2 separate regions of the Mus musculus genome follow, and region 1 is linked to region 2. Evidence: chromatin contacts called from public HiChIP or PLAC-seq data. All regions are on one chromosome and are shown on one strand. Each heading gives the region's core, a stretch centred on a gene start, on an enhancer-like site or on the middle of the called end of the contact. The rest is flanking DNA. Distances are from core to core; before and after follow the strand shown. Region 1 overlaps Fmnl3 (formin-like 3). Region 2 has its middle 17 kb from the start of 4930578M01Rik.

Evidence for each region. HiChIP or PLAC-seq counts read pairs in DNA pulled down with a chosen protein or histone mark.
Region 1: a contact with region 2 is called in an H3K4me3 HiChIP or PLAC-seq map of bone marrow-derived macrophages, with 2.6 times the contacts expected there. The contact joins two enhancer-like sites. A contact is called at or near these places in 2 of 115 datasets of contacts at active chromatin or transcription factors (bone marrow-derived macrophages and extraembryonic endoderm stem cells).

What each region holds. Positions count from the first base shown.
Region 1 is chr15:99,330,539-99,337,340 of GRCm38.p6, forward strand. Fmnl3 (formin-like 3) reads right to left here. Exons shown (of 27, transcript NM_011711.2): 3 at 5,150-5,230; 4 at 4,316-4,392; 5 at 1,449-1,532. Among named protein-coding and RNA genes, the nearest start is that of Gm22951, 34 kb to the right of the region's middle. Within about 2 kb of position 2,568, at least 292 of the 459 cell types and tissues checked have an H3K27ac peak or open chromatin away from gene starts, as enhancers often do. A contact at or near this core is called in bone marrow-derived macrophages, where this site is marked.
Region 2 is chr15:98,999,694-99,006,997 of GRCm38.p6, forward strand. It overlaps the pseudogene Gm8973. Among named protein-coding and RNA genes, the nearest start is that of 4930578M01Rik, 17 kb to the left of the region's middle. Within about 2 kb of position 2,153, at least 44 of the 459 cell types and tissues checked have an H3K27ac peak or open chromatin away from gene starts, as enhancers often do. A contact at or near this core is called in bone marrow-derived macrophages, where this site is marked.

The DNA.
Region 1 (6,802 bases), core at 1,318-3,817, 330 kb after region 2:
CTCTCGAGCCATTCCAAAACACTGTCTCTTGCTCCCTGGACTCTACTTTCAAAGGCACTGACTGCCCTGGACACCAAAGTGTAGTCTTGGTTTGGAGCAATGGGATTGTTTGCTTTTTCAAGAAAGACAGGCATATTTGGGGAAATGATCTATATCTTTTTACTATAAAAGTTCTGAACTAAAAATTCACTTAAGCAAAACTTCCCCATTTTTTTCTATAAAAAGATTATTTAAAGGGACAGGAGAACCGTGAAGTAGGACTTCCACAGAGATGTGGATGGGAAGCAGGTTACTCTGGCTTTAAAGAGAATGACCTGCAAGTGGGATGGGAAGCTAAACCTGGGAGACATTGCTAGGTCCCCTGGAGGAAACACACTGGACCAAGAAGAGCCATAAGGGCAGGGACAGTGGACAAGCAGATGTCTAGGCAAGGTCCAAGGCTCAAGACCCGGATTTCTGCAGACTAGGGACTTTCAGTTCGGGACCCATGGGAAGCTGAGAGCAAACCTGGACTGTCCTCCTTAGGCTGACTTGTCTAACTAAAGTGTAAGCCTGCATATGCTGCTAACTTCATTTACTATCACAGTTAGCCTTCTTTCTCTATGTCCAAAGATTAGAGGCAGGCTTATCACCTGGGTGATAACTAACAGCAGAGCAGCCACCAGGGGAGGAGGCTAAGAGGGATACACACCTTCCCATCTAATTTGTTTAGTCAGGAGGACAAAGGTACCTGAGGTTCCACAGATAGTGCACAACACAACTTTGACTCCAAAAGCTCTCATTCACTGCACCTCACCATGCTTGCTCTCCTGTGCTAACCAACAGCTAACTCCCTCCATATGAAAAGGATGTCTTGAAAATGCTCCCAAATACTTATTCGATCTGTTCGGGTCGAAGGTCACCACGCTCACTGGCCTTCCTCAACAATAGGCCTATAGTCACCCTCTCACATCTCAGGGCCCAAGCTGCCTCATGAAGACTCAATGTTGTTGAAATGATGAAACCCTAAGGAGCCTGTCTCCTGAGGATCCAGGCTATTTCCTGGAGGTCCTGCAGCCTGGTACTTGGATCACTTGGCTTCTGACTCCAAGCTCCCTTGCCGGACTGTTCTCTTCATGCTCCCTAGAACATGTCTTCTACTCCAGCTAACTTTCCAGTCCTTGCTGATGCCTGCTATTCCCTTGTCTTGCCTGCTCATGTCTGCAGCAACACTTGAGCTACTTCCTCCTGCTCTGGGGATGCCCATGCCCACCTTCTCTGTTGGAATCTCACTCTTCCTTTTTCTTTCCCACCCCACATTTCCCCCATGCTGGAGCCTGACACCTCAGCCTCAGCACATGGCAGGCAATGCTCTGCTGGCTTGCATTCCCAGCCCTCATCCTTCTTCTAAATAGATGGGGACTGTCTGCTTCCCAGTGAGTCCCCAACCTTTGCCCTGTGGTACTTACATGACAGAACACTGGGCAAATGACAGGTAATCCACCAGCACGTCCAGGCCTTTGTTCTCATCATTGAGAAACTCCCTCACCCACCTGCAGATACAGCAAACACAGTGGATGTAGTGTGCAAACTGGCTTGGTTTGGTGGAGGCTCTGACCCAGCAATCTAGCCCTCAATAAATTTGCTCTCTTGCATGCTACTGGAACCTACTATCAGGCTGAGAAAATCCTGAAAACCATAACCTATGACAGGCCCCTATGTGGTCATGCTGCCAGCCTGGACTTCCCAGAGGCAGGAGAATACATCACAAATGGGCTTCAGCCAGATGAGATTCTAGCCAGTCTCTCCTCTTGGGCCAGGTTATAACCCCATTATTTCCTGTGTCCCTTTGATCTGATACAATGCTAGGCATGAAGTCCTTTTCCACCATGTGCTGGAGGAATTGGGGAGGCATCCAGAGCATTCACCACTCACAGAGCTGGGCCTGGAAAAGCCTGCAAGTCCCTAGTGCCATAAATCTCAAAGAGAGCCTTACAGGGCCAGAGGGCTCACCGCTGAGTTCAATTTTGAGAAGCAATGAGCAAAGATGGTTGTGAGAGTTCTGTGTTCGGCTGGAGTGGGTCCGGCAGAACCAAAAAAGCTTAGGGAACATACACGCTCCAGTCATGGCTCTCCCAGGAAGATGGCAATGTGGAAAGGCAGGCAGGTGAGCAGACAGGAGGACAATGACCTGGGGCATTTTTGCTTTCCCTTTGGCCTATGCTAACTCTGGAATAAAAGTGAAGAGCAAACTCCCTTAGAATTGGTGGGGGGTTGTGACAGGTCTATTTCAGTGCAGAGACATTAAACCCCTCAGGATGGAAGCCTTGTTCTCCTGAGTACTCTAGTCCTCCTGAAATGTCCATGGAACTACATAGTCCAGCTGTGTCCAAACTGCCCTGCAGGGCTGTGTCTACCCCACAGCTGGAACACCAGCTCCATCCTGGCTAGCCACACCCGCAGCTGAGAGGCTGGCGCTAGAGCACCAGGCTTGGCTGATTTGCCAGCAAAGCTCCAGCTGAAGCTGACACTGGAGCTGCCTCAAGTTAGCTTCCTCTCTGGGGGCCGACAGGCCTCCCATTTCCTGTCTGTCTGCTCTCCAGCTCCCCACCCCCTTCTCATTTCCTGTCTGAGTCTACACTGCTATTTTAGGGATCCTGACACTTTGAGGGGAGGTTAAAGGGCACTTTGACAAGGCAGAAAACCAATACAAACCACAAGAGCTAGAGGGCCCTGGAATCCTACTCAGGCAGCCTCAGCCCAGAGCAAGAGACCCCATACACCGCGGGCCTCACTCCTGCAGGACCCCGTCCATCTGGCTGTAAGCAAAGCAGGATCCCCTTCTCACTTGGTCCTGGCCTCCTTCCACCCCTGACTAGCCTGACAAGCTTCCTGAAGAGAAGGATCCTGTCTCCTCATAGAACTACCCAGAGAAGCCTCAGATTAGATGGCACGGGCTTAACTCTTCCCTGGGAACCAAGGGCTGGGTCTAGACCTCAAACTTGTGAGCCAATGCTAAGAAGCCCTGGGGCCTGGAACTGTGCTAACCACAGGGGACTGTTTCTTTGTGCTCCTCTGCCAAGGAGAGCAGACCCCCCATCCTCCCACCAGTTACAGCAGGACTTAGAGAAGACGGCAAGGCCTGAGAGAGGCCCGGGGTGCTCAGGACTGCCACAGTGTCACTCTCAACCACACACAAAGCCTAAGTGATGCACTCTCCTAGTTTTCCTTCTGTGAGATTCTTAAGGGTGGGAGTGGGGACAGCAGGGTTTGGCCACACCTTTCTTGGTGGCTTTCCATGTCTGGGTCACAGATGACTGTAGTGTGGAAGCCATGCTTTGGCTACCACAGCGCAGCTCCCAACACCAGGAAGGGTCCCTTTCCTGTCCTCTCCTGTGCTGCTTCCCTTCTGAGTGCTGTTGCAGCTGGCTACATACAGATGTCCTCTCCCTCTAAAGGGGTCCAGGCACATCAGGCCTGGGGCAGACACGTAGGCTGCGCTTGACAAAAGAGGAAAAGCTGGTGATGTCAGTGGCTCTTTCCACCTTACTCTCAGAAAGCTCAGGGACGCAGGCTGGCATCTACCCAGAAACCCACTTCACCCTTCACTGCTCTCACTGAGGCACCCCTACCTGAAGTGCTGCGGTCTTAGTTCACTGTCCCTTCTGTGTGGCCACTCTTTCCAGTTGTTTCTTACTCTTGCTGGAACAGCTTCATGGGACAGAGGCGCTGTACTCTCCCTGAGCCTCAGCATCAGCCCTTAGCTTCCTCAGCAACCCCTGGTTCCCTGATCAGGCTGAAAGTCTTGCACAGACCCTGGGGCCCACTCAGCGCACTGGCAGCAATAGGATCTGTGAGCACGGGAGACAGCCAACGCCTGATCCTGTCTTACACCTCCAGTGCTTTAGGAAGCCTCTTCTGCTCATGTACAAAGATTATTTTCTTTCAAACAAATAAGTAATCTCTATACCAAAAAATCTAACTAGTCACCAATTAGTAACTAATTTCATTGTTCAATATAATACATCTCACGTCCCAACCTTTGCCAGGCCTTTCTTGGCCCAGTACCAGACCACAGGCAGACTCTGGTCTCAGCTGCTATGGGAATGTCTTCCAGTCAAAGCCACAGGACCCCAAGAGAGGCCCCAAGCTTGCCAGAAGTAACCGGTCAGCAGCTGGCAGTACAGAAGGGCAGAAAAGCCAGAAATGGCACGTCTAAAGCTCTGTGGAGCCAGATGCTATTCATGGCCGGAAGGATAAACCAAAAAAGGGGACCCAAACCTGTGTGGGAGGCAGTGTCTGGTGTCAGGGAGAGCAGATGACAAACCTGACTTACCCAATGTGATTGGTGCGAAGTGAGATCTCCAGCTCCCGTAGGACTTTAGTGGACTCCTGCACTCTCCTCCGGAACTTCTGTAAACAGGGAGCCTCTGTCACTTGATGGGCATTCCCTGCCAACCATCTTTCTTTTCCTTTTTTTTCTTTTTTTCTAAGGCAGGGTTTCTCTGTGTAGCCTTGGCTGTCCTGGAACTCACTGTGTAGATCAGGTTGGCCTCACACTCAGAGAGCTCCCTGCCTCTGCCTCCTGAGTGCTTCGATGAAAGTCATGCACCACCACGCCTGCCCCCTCTCGATTTTATTTATTTATATTTTTGTGTATGAGTGCTTTGCCTGCCTGCATGTCTATGGACCGTGTGCATGCACTGCCTAAAGGGGCCAGAAGACAACACTGGAGTTCTGGGAACTGCAGTTACAAGAGTTGTAAGACGCTGTGGATGTTAGGAACTGAGGCTGGCTCCTCTGGGAAAACAGCATGGTCTTTTAACTGCTGAGTCATCTCTCTAACCTCTTTCTCAACCCTGTCTATGTTTGAGGAGGATGTATGCAGCATCTTGCGATGTAGCTCAGGTTAGTCTGGAACCCACAATCCTCTTGCCTCAGTCTTCTAAGTGTATCACAGCCATACACTACCATACCCAGCTATCCAATTTTATACTATAAATAAAGGAGGCAGAGAAGAAAACACAGGGAGTGCAATTACAGGCTTCCCTCTAGCTCTGGACAGTCACTTTAGACCTCAAAGCCCGGATATTCAACTCCCATTAATCAAGAATCAATGTCAAGGCAAAAGGTCTGTGCCTAAACAGGGACTTTCTGTCTTGTACTTTACCTTCCGTGTTACATTGGGGTCCAAGAAGCTCTGGAGTTTCTGGATATAGGTGTGGGGAGGATTCTTTACTTGAAATCTTTCCTGAAAGGAAAACGCACATGTATGCACACAGAAACACAATGTTCATGGAGGGTGCTAAGGAAGGAGGATGCCTACACTGCTCAATTTGAGGGAACTCAGCCTCTAGTTGTCCCTTGGCACCATCCAAACCCTAAGTTCCCTTCCTTGACGATCCTTACGCATGTCCTAACTGCGGCTGTAGTCTCCTCTTCCGCTCAGTGCTCTCTAACACCTAAAGTGCTTTATGTCAGAAGCTATTTTAAGAGTCTACCACTTGCTAAGATGCAGGACTACAGAGCTGTGATTAGTACCTAAAGCAAATACGTGATTGGCTAACTGACAGGAAAGCCACAGGGAGGGAGCTTTGCCTCAAAGAATCTAGTTTTTGTGGCTCTAAACTCTGTAGCTGCGGCTCAACTAGTTTTGCTGTGTTGCTGACGCTCAGAGCAAGTACACCCTATCTGCTCTTTGCCCAGGAAATGGAGCCCAGCAACCAAATGAAGTTCTCAGCAGGGTGACCTCTCAACACCTTTCCACAGAGAGCACTACTCAGGTCTACCCACGAGGAAACTCAGCAAACCCCTTGGCATTCTGGTCCTCCAAAGGCCTCCACAAAGAAGCGCTCTGAAGAGCTCAGGGGAAGAAACGCATAAAGGGGTCTAGGAGTATGCTAGGAAACAGGACCTAAAAACAAATGAAGGACCCCGAGAAAAACTGAAATGATGTCACCTAGAAAGGACAGAACTTATCTAGTAGAGCACTTGAGCACCAAACGGCTGCTGTTCTCCAAGTTCAATGCTGAGTGCAGAGCCTAAGGAACAGGCCTTTTCTGGTGAGAACCTGGACCTCAGGACCTTGCTGCCAGCTCGGGGAAAGCCTAAGTCATGGTAGAAGAAAACAGCTAATAAAGACCGGCACCTGTTGGTCTTGCCCAATCTGGCTGTGGGTTCTCTGAATGAAATCACCTTACACCTTACTCAGGGTTTTGTGAGATTGAGATATTTCAGCATGTGTGGGGCTCCTAATAGGTAATCAGCCCCCCAACATTAGCTATTATGTTTTTGCTCAGAGCCTGAAAAAAAAAGCTTGTTCATGACAACACTAAGCAATTGAGTGCTTGATAAACACAATGCCCATACCCTGTGCCAGGTCCTTCCAGACCTACCAAAACATACCGAGCTCTGCAGTCAAAGCCTCGTGACCTGTGACCTTCAAACATGTGCAGACCCAGGCACTGAGTGTTATAGTATCTTGTGTCTCAGCAAAGTAATACTTTCTCTTCTTGCTCAGTCCTAAACACTATCCATACAAGATAGCTGCAGTCCTTGGTTACAGTGATATTTCAGAACCCAGACAAGGGGACAAGGGAACCTCCTCCTAAAAGTCTGTGGCAGCAGTACAACGGCCCCCCCCAAGCCAACCCCTCACTGTTTGTCATGTCTGGGCCAGAATAAGAGGGTCCTTCAGCATAGCCTATAGGCCCAGGCACAATCCTGAGTCTGACAAACTTTTGTGAGAAAACTAACTGCTCACCTAGCCCACAGCTGATCCTGCACAAACCACCATGACATCACTGTTCACTGGGCAGCCTCT
Region 2 (7,304 bases), core at 903-3,402:
CTAACAGGAAAGCTGGGAATTATGGGAATCATTAGTTCAGCAGACAGAATGCTTGCCAAGCAGGCAACAGGTCCAGGGGGTCGATCCTTAACACGACATAAATCAGATGTGGGAGCATATGCCTGCAATTCTAGCACTTACGGAGGCAGGAGGATTTGTAGTTCAAGGTCAGCCTCCTCTATCTATCATCTATCTATCTATCTATCTATCTATCTATCTATCTATCTATCTATCTATCATCTATCTATTTATCATTTGAGGTCAACTAGGATATAGGAGACTGTATAAAAAGCAATAATAACCCTTCGGGCTGGAGAGATGGCTCAGCGGTTAAGAGCACTGACCGCTCTTCCAGAGGTCCTGAGTTCAATACCCAGCAACCACATGGTGGCTCACAACCATCTGTAATGGGATCCGATGCCCTCTTCTGGTGTGTCTGTAGACAGCTACAGTGTACTCATATAAATAACAATAAATAAATCTTAAAAAAAAAAAAAAAAAAAAAACCCTCGCCCAGCATGGTGGTGCACATCTTTAATCCCAGCACTTGGGAGGCAGACGAATTTCTGAGTTTGGGGCCAGCCTGGTCTACAGAGTGAGTTTGTCTTGAAAAACAAAAAACAAACAAACAAACAAACAAACCCAACCTCAAACCCACCAAGGTTATACTTTTAGAATACAAAATATTTGATTATATTGGGCTGAGAGACGGCTCAGCAGTTACGACAGGTGTCTCAGAATGTCAGAGCCAAAGACACCTCTAAGAAGACACTTCCTGGTGCCCTCAGGTTGCTCTGTGGAGACCGGGGCCTGAGAGGAGCCCCCAGGGCCTGGAGTTACCAAGGCCACGTAGAAGAGCAGAAGCGTGCCTCCAATCTCTGAAATGAGAGACGGAGTATGGCGAGTTCTGGAAAATGTCCACTAGAAGGTAACATCAGCTAACTGTCCACGCAGGGTTATTTTTATTTGAATGCATAACCAGGACTCGGGGTTTTCTCCCAAAAGATTCCAGTAGGGGGCAGCAAACATTAGCATGGATCTCAAGCTTACAATTCTTTTACTGTGTGAGAATACTTTAAAACCGTTTATTAAAAAGACTTATCTATGTGTTTGAGTGTATGTACACCATATGTGTTGCCTGGTTGCCACAGTTGTCTGATGAGGGGTTGCATCCCCTGGAACTGGAGTTGGGATGGTTGTGAGCCACCGTGTGGGAGCTGGGATTTGTACTCTATATCCTCTGCAAGAGCAGCTGGTGCTCTTAGCCTCTGAGCCATCTCTCCTGCTCCCAAATAAATCTTACAGGAAAGAGCTTCCACACAACTTGACCTATGTTTTATCTTATCAACCTATAATCGTGTCCCGTGTCCCTGAAAAGCTGCCTTGTGATCCCATGTATGAAAGCAGAGGGGAGCAGTGGGAGGAGACAGGAGACTTAGGAAGAGAGGGCAGCTGGGCGAAGGCCAGCCTCAGCTACAGGGGACCCTGTCTCAAAAGGAGAGGAAAATGAAAAACCATGCAAGACACTGCGGCACATTCCCGTGATCCTAGCGCTTGGAAGGCAGAGAAAGGATTGCCTAGAGTTCTCTCCACAGCCAGCTTAGGCCAGCCCTGGCTATATAATAAAACCCTGTCTCAAAATAAAAACATTCCTTCATCCCCCTCTGAGCCACTGATACCTTGTCGTCCGTCCACCACCCCCACCCCCCCCCACCCCCGCCCGGGAGACACAAAGGCCCGTTCTTTCCACAGAGGGCGCCAGCACACCAAGGACCAATTCCACCCAAGTTGAACTTCTGATGAGTCAGTGAGTTTATCTGAACATGGGTGACCCCCAAACAGCCGAATCCCGAAGACCCGCCCCCGCGTAGGAGCCAGCCTCCTGAAAGCTGCATAGCTTTAACGATGAATCTTTTACTTCCTGTACATACTAATACCCCAGGAGTCCAGAGCCGCTGGCGCAGTATCCCCTGCACCGGGGGCTGGTGCCCAGGAGGGTGTGACTGCAGCCTGGGCTGAGAGTCGTTGGATGAGGGAATGGAGGCCGGCCTGATCTTGGTGGGGTCGCAGCTGCTCTGCTGAGAATGTGACAGCTCTGTTCTGGACAGAAGGCAGCGGCAAAGCGGGAACTACGGGAGCTGCCTAAGTCACACGTGGCTGTTGAGAACTGCAGACTCAGCATTCTTGAGAAGCCAGCGCCTGCCCTGGGGCTATCTTTTGACCTTTTGTCTTCCTCTTCTTCCTCCCCACTTTACCTCCCCTCTCCAACCCCTCCCATCTCCTCCGCTACCCCCCCCCCCCTTTAATTTTTGAAACCAGCTCTCAGACCATGCTGGCCTGGAACTCAAAAAGCTCCACCCACCTGCCCCTGCTTTGGAGATCCCAGAGCCATGGGATACCTGCCCAGGAGAGCTGCACACAGGAGTGGAACAGTGACATCAGACATGGACTACAGGATTTGGGATTTGCCTGGGCCAGGTTTCGGCCTTGCTTTGGTCTAGGATTCCCTCACTGTGCCCCACTTCCTCCTCTTGGAACTATAATCTCTATTCTGTGCCGCTGTGTGTCGGCAGAATGTAGTTTACTTTTCAATTTTACTGAGGGTTACAGTTAAGAGATGGCCTGGTCTTTAAGTGTTTGGACCTACACAGAAAGGTCCGGGGAACCTGACTTGGGGAACAAGGGGATGAAGAAAGACACACAGGCAAACGGAAGGAGAAGCAGGGTCTGGGGAGAACTGTGGGACTGTGATAGGCAGCCTATTTTGGTTGAATGGGGCTTGCTCCTGTGACCCAATAGAGAAATCTACAAGGGACGGAAAGGCGAGCCACGTTCCCAGAATCAGGTGACTGTCCATAATTCTGTGACTATCAGTCTTGCAGACAATGTGCCAAGCTTCGGGCATTCTGGCTAGACTCCACCCTCACAGTTACCTGTCTATAGCCAGATATGTTCCTCCCCACAGTTACCTGGCAACAGCAAGATAGCCCAGCCCACTATAAAAGGGGCTGCTTGGACCCTCCTAGCTCTCTTAAGCTCTTACCTTTCTTACTCTCTAGCCCTACTTCTCTCTCCCTTTCCCCCTCTCTCCACGTGCTTGAAGGATGGGAGCCCGGTGTCTAACCTCCCGCCAGAAGGCCATCCCGTGCTCCAGCCACGGATCTGACCAAGGACTCACACCCACATGGGAACCATCCAGGACCCCCTCTCCCCCTGCACTCTCCTCCCCTCATCCCCGGGGCCCAGTGCTGTCCCCGGGGCCCTTATTCTGTTCTCAGCTCCTCCTCCGTATCCAGCGTGGGATGCCGGAGGCTGAGAACCTGGTACCTAGGGCTGACCCTTGTCCACCACCCACCGTGTGGGCTCAGTGGCTTCACACAGCCCAGATGTCCACCTGGGGCCGCGTGAAAAGCGTGCGCAGTCCTCCCGTGTCGCCCGCCCAGAACACCAGAACTCTGGCGGGTCGTGGACTCTCTCCCATTCCCCTCTTTCCCCCACACCCACGGCCCCGCAGAGAACTGTACCACCAGCAGCCTGGGAACCAGGCATGTAGACCCTTGGAGGAGGCAGCTTCAATCCCAAGCAGGGGAGGCATTGACATCCTTGCCGTGGTCATGCTCCCATGACAACACTGCACAGTTAACTCAGGACTCCACATGCTTAAGTGAAGTTAAATTAAATAAAACTTGTGATCTGGGGGCTGGTGAGATGGCTCAGTGGGTTAGAGCACCCGACTGCTCTTCCGAAGGTGCAGAGTTCAAATCCCAGCAACCACATGGTGGCTCACAACCATCCGTAACAAGATCTGACCCCCTCTTCTGGAGTGTCTGAAGACAGCTACAATGTACTTACATATAATAAATAAATAAATAAATCTTTAAAAAAAAAAAAAAAAAAAAAAAACTTGTGATCTGCCCTGGCCTCCTAAGCAGCCATGTCAAAGGCATGCTAGCTTCGGAAGAGCAGTCAGTGTTCTTACCCACTGAGCCATCTCGCCAGTCCCAAGGATACAGTTTTTAATCAAGAAACTCATCTTTATTTAAAAAAATTTTTTTTACTTATGTGTGCAATGCTAATGAAGGCCAGAAGAGGGCATCAGAATCCATGGAAGTAGAGTTACAGATAGCTGTGAGCCGAGCCACCAAGTGGGTGCTGGGGACCAAACCAAGGTCCTCTGGAAGAGCAGACAGCCTTTCAACCACTGAGCCATCTCTCCAGTCCTGTTTGTTTGGTTTTTGAGACAGGGTCTCACTATGTAGCCCTTACTGGCCTCACTGGAACTAAAGGTGTGCGCCATCACGGCTGGCTTCTTGTTGCTTTTCAAACACCATGAAATGGTTTGGCTAATCAACTCCAATCTTTCCAGCTACTTGGCCAAAATGGTATGGCTAGTCAGTCATAAAGGTGCATGCCTTTAATCTCAGCACTTAGGAGTCAGAGGCAGGAAGATCTCTATGAGTTCCAGGACAGCTTGGTCTACATAGCAAACTCCAGAACAGCTAGAACTACCTAAAAGGACCTTGCCTCAAAACAAAATGCAAAAGCAAAATGTTATAGCTCAGAATCACCCACCCTTTCCTGATCGCTCACTGCATTCTTCCTGGCCAGTGTCCTCCTGCGCCTTGGCAGCGACCAGGGGCTTCAGGATGTAAAGAACCTGATATGGATCCTGGGACTGACCTGATAGCTCTGGCCTCAGCTCTGAAATCGGTCAGCTTGAACCACAAATCTCCTGGGCTTCCCTTGCAAGTTGGTCGCCAAGACAGCTCCACTCCTCGCATGACAGACTGGTTCCCGTGGGATGACCTCCCATCTTATCCCAGGCGTTCATCTCAATTCGTAGGTCCTTTCCCTCCATCTTGGTCCTCCAAGAACTCTCTGAACTTTGGTTTGCTGGGCAGCTGAGAATATCTGTCTCCATGACGACACGCTAGGATGTTTAAATGAAATGAACAGTAAAAACTTTGTCTTACGTCTGGAAGATGGAGGCCAAGCCCTGGCCTTGTTGATGACGCCTTCCCTACTCCCTCAAGCGATGTGGTCCAGTGTTCTGCCTTCGCTGCTGCCGTGCCTTCTTACATTCACCTACCTCCATGGAGTTATTTTGAACGTTTGAGCCAATCAGCACCCTCTGTAAGTGGGGCGGGGTTAGAAGGTCTGGAGCCTTGGCACCTGCGCAGAGTGTGCATAACGCCTCTCCCTACGTTTATCAATGGTGTTGCCTACTGGAACATGGCTGATCCTGAGTGCCTCCGGGTCTGTGTCAGTCAATGCTTCCCATGGTTTTCTTTGCCAAGTCCCCAAGCCCAGGTGGGTGAAATTGACCAGCTCTACTGTTAGCAACATTAGCTCTCTCCTGAGGGACTCAGGGAAGATGCTCACAGCTAAGAAAATGGAGTGGGGAATGTAGCAATGAATGTAGTAATGGGTGAACCGTCAGGAAACTGGACTGTGAGCCTGTTTTTGTTTGTTTGTTTGTTTTTTAATCTTTTTGTTGGTTTGTGTTTTGAGATAGACTCATTCTCAACTCAGACAGGTCTAGAACTTACTTGATAGCTCAGGCTAGCTTCAAACTCAGAACACTACTCCAGAGCGAGGGCTCAGACTCCCGAGCCACCACATGTGGCAGTAGAAAACTAAACACAGGGCAGAAGAGATGGCTTTGTGGTTGTGTGCTTGTGGTTAAGGGTCTCACAGTTCTTCCAAAGTTCCAAGTACCCACTTTTGGTGATGGCTCAAAACCACCATAACTTCTTCTCTGAGGGGATAGGTAGCCCCTTTCCGGCTTCAGCTGGCACCTACATTCCAGAGGATATATTCACACAGACACACTTAATTAAATAATGCTTAGGGCCAGATGGTATTGGTGCAAGCCTTTAACCTCAGGACTCGGGAGGCAGAGGCAGGAGGATCTCTTGAGTTCATGGCCAGGGTGGTCTACAGAGTGAATTAGGACAGTCAGGGCTACACAGAGAAACTGTGTCTTGAAAAATCAGAAAATAGCCGGGGCGTGGTGGCGCATGCCTTTAATCCCAGCACTTGGGAGGCAGAGGCAGGCAGATTTCTGAGTTTGAGGCCAGCCTGATCTACAGAGTGAGTTCCAGGACAGCCAGGGCTATACAGAGAAACTCTGTCTCAAAAAACAAAACAAAACAAAACAAAAAACAAAAAACAAAAACAAAAAAACCCAACCCCCCCAAAAAAAAACAAAAAAGAAAAACCAGAAAATAAAGAATATGTAATTTAAATGCTATGCGATTGAAAAGTGATGGAATTAAGCTGCACAAGCCACCAGGAGGTTCACCTGGGTCTCCTGGTCTTTGAGGCCTGAGGTAGAAATGCAAAATTGGAGAGCAGCAGCCATGGCTCTGCGTTACCCCATGGCTGTGGGCCTCAACAAGGGCCACAAGGTGACAAAAAACGTCAGCAAGCCGAGACACAGCTGGCACCGGGGGCGCCTCACCAAGCACACCAAGTCGATGCGGGACATGATCCGGGAGGTGTGCGGCTTCGCGCCCTACGAGCCGCGAGCCATGGAGTTGCTCAAAGTGTCCAAGGACAAGCGCGCACTCAAGTTCATTAAGAAGAGGGTGGGCACGCACATCCGCGCCAAGAGAAAGCGGGAGGAGCTGAGCAACGGGCTGGCAGCCATGAGGAAGGCGGCAGTCAAGAATTGATGAACCCGGGGCTGGTGAGATGGCTCAGGGGTTAAGAGCACCGACTGCTCTTCCAAAGGTCCTGAGTTCAAATCCCAGCAACCATATGGTGGCTCACAACCATCCGTAACGAAATTGGATGCCTCTTCTGGAGTGTCTAAGACAGCTACAGTATACTTACATATAATAAATAAATTAAAAAAAAAAGAATTGATGAACCCTCCCCCAATAAAAGATGATTCCTACAAAAATAAATAAATAAATAAATAAAGCAAAAATTTTCGTTTTCCTTCCTTCCTTCCTTCCTTTCTTTCTTTTTTTTTTTTTTCCCTGTCTCTTTTTTTTCTGGAAGCTGGCTTGACCCCAAGTATACTTTTCTGCTACTTTGGCCTCCTTTCCTCCCTCCCTCCTTGACCGTGTGACCACTTGCCCGCCATGTCTGCTGACCTCCTTGCTGGCTTGATCTCCTCCTCTCATTGCTCTGTTCTGTTTTCCTATTTGTGTACTTTGTTGTTGCTGTTGTTCACCCATGGACCAGACTGGCCTTGACCTCACAGAGTTGCCCCTGCCTCTGTCGCTTCAGTTCTGGGATTAAAGATGGATGCCCCCACGCCAGCTCTATTCTTGTCCTCAGGAAAGCTGCTGATG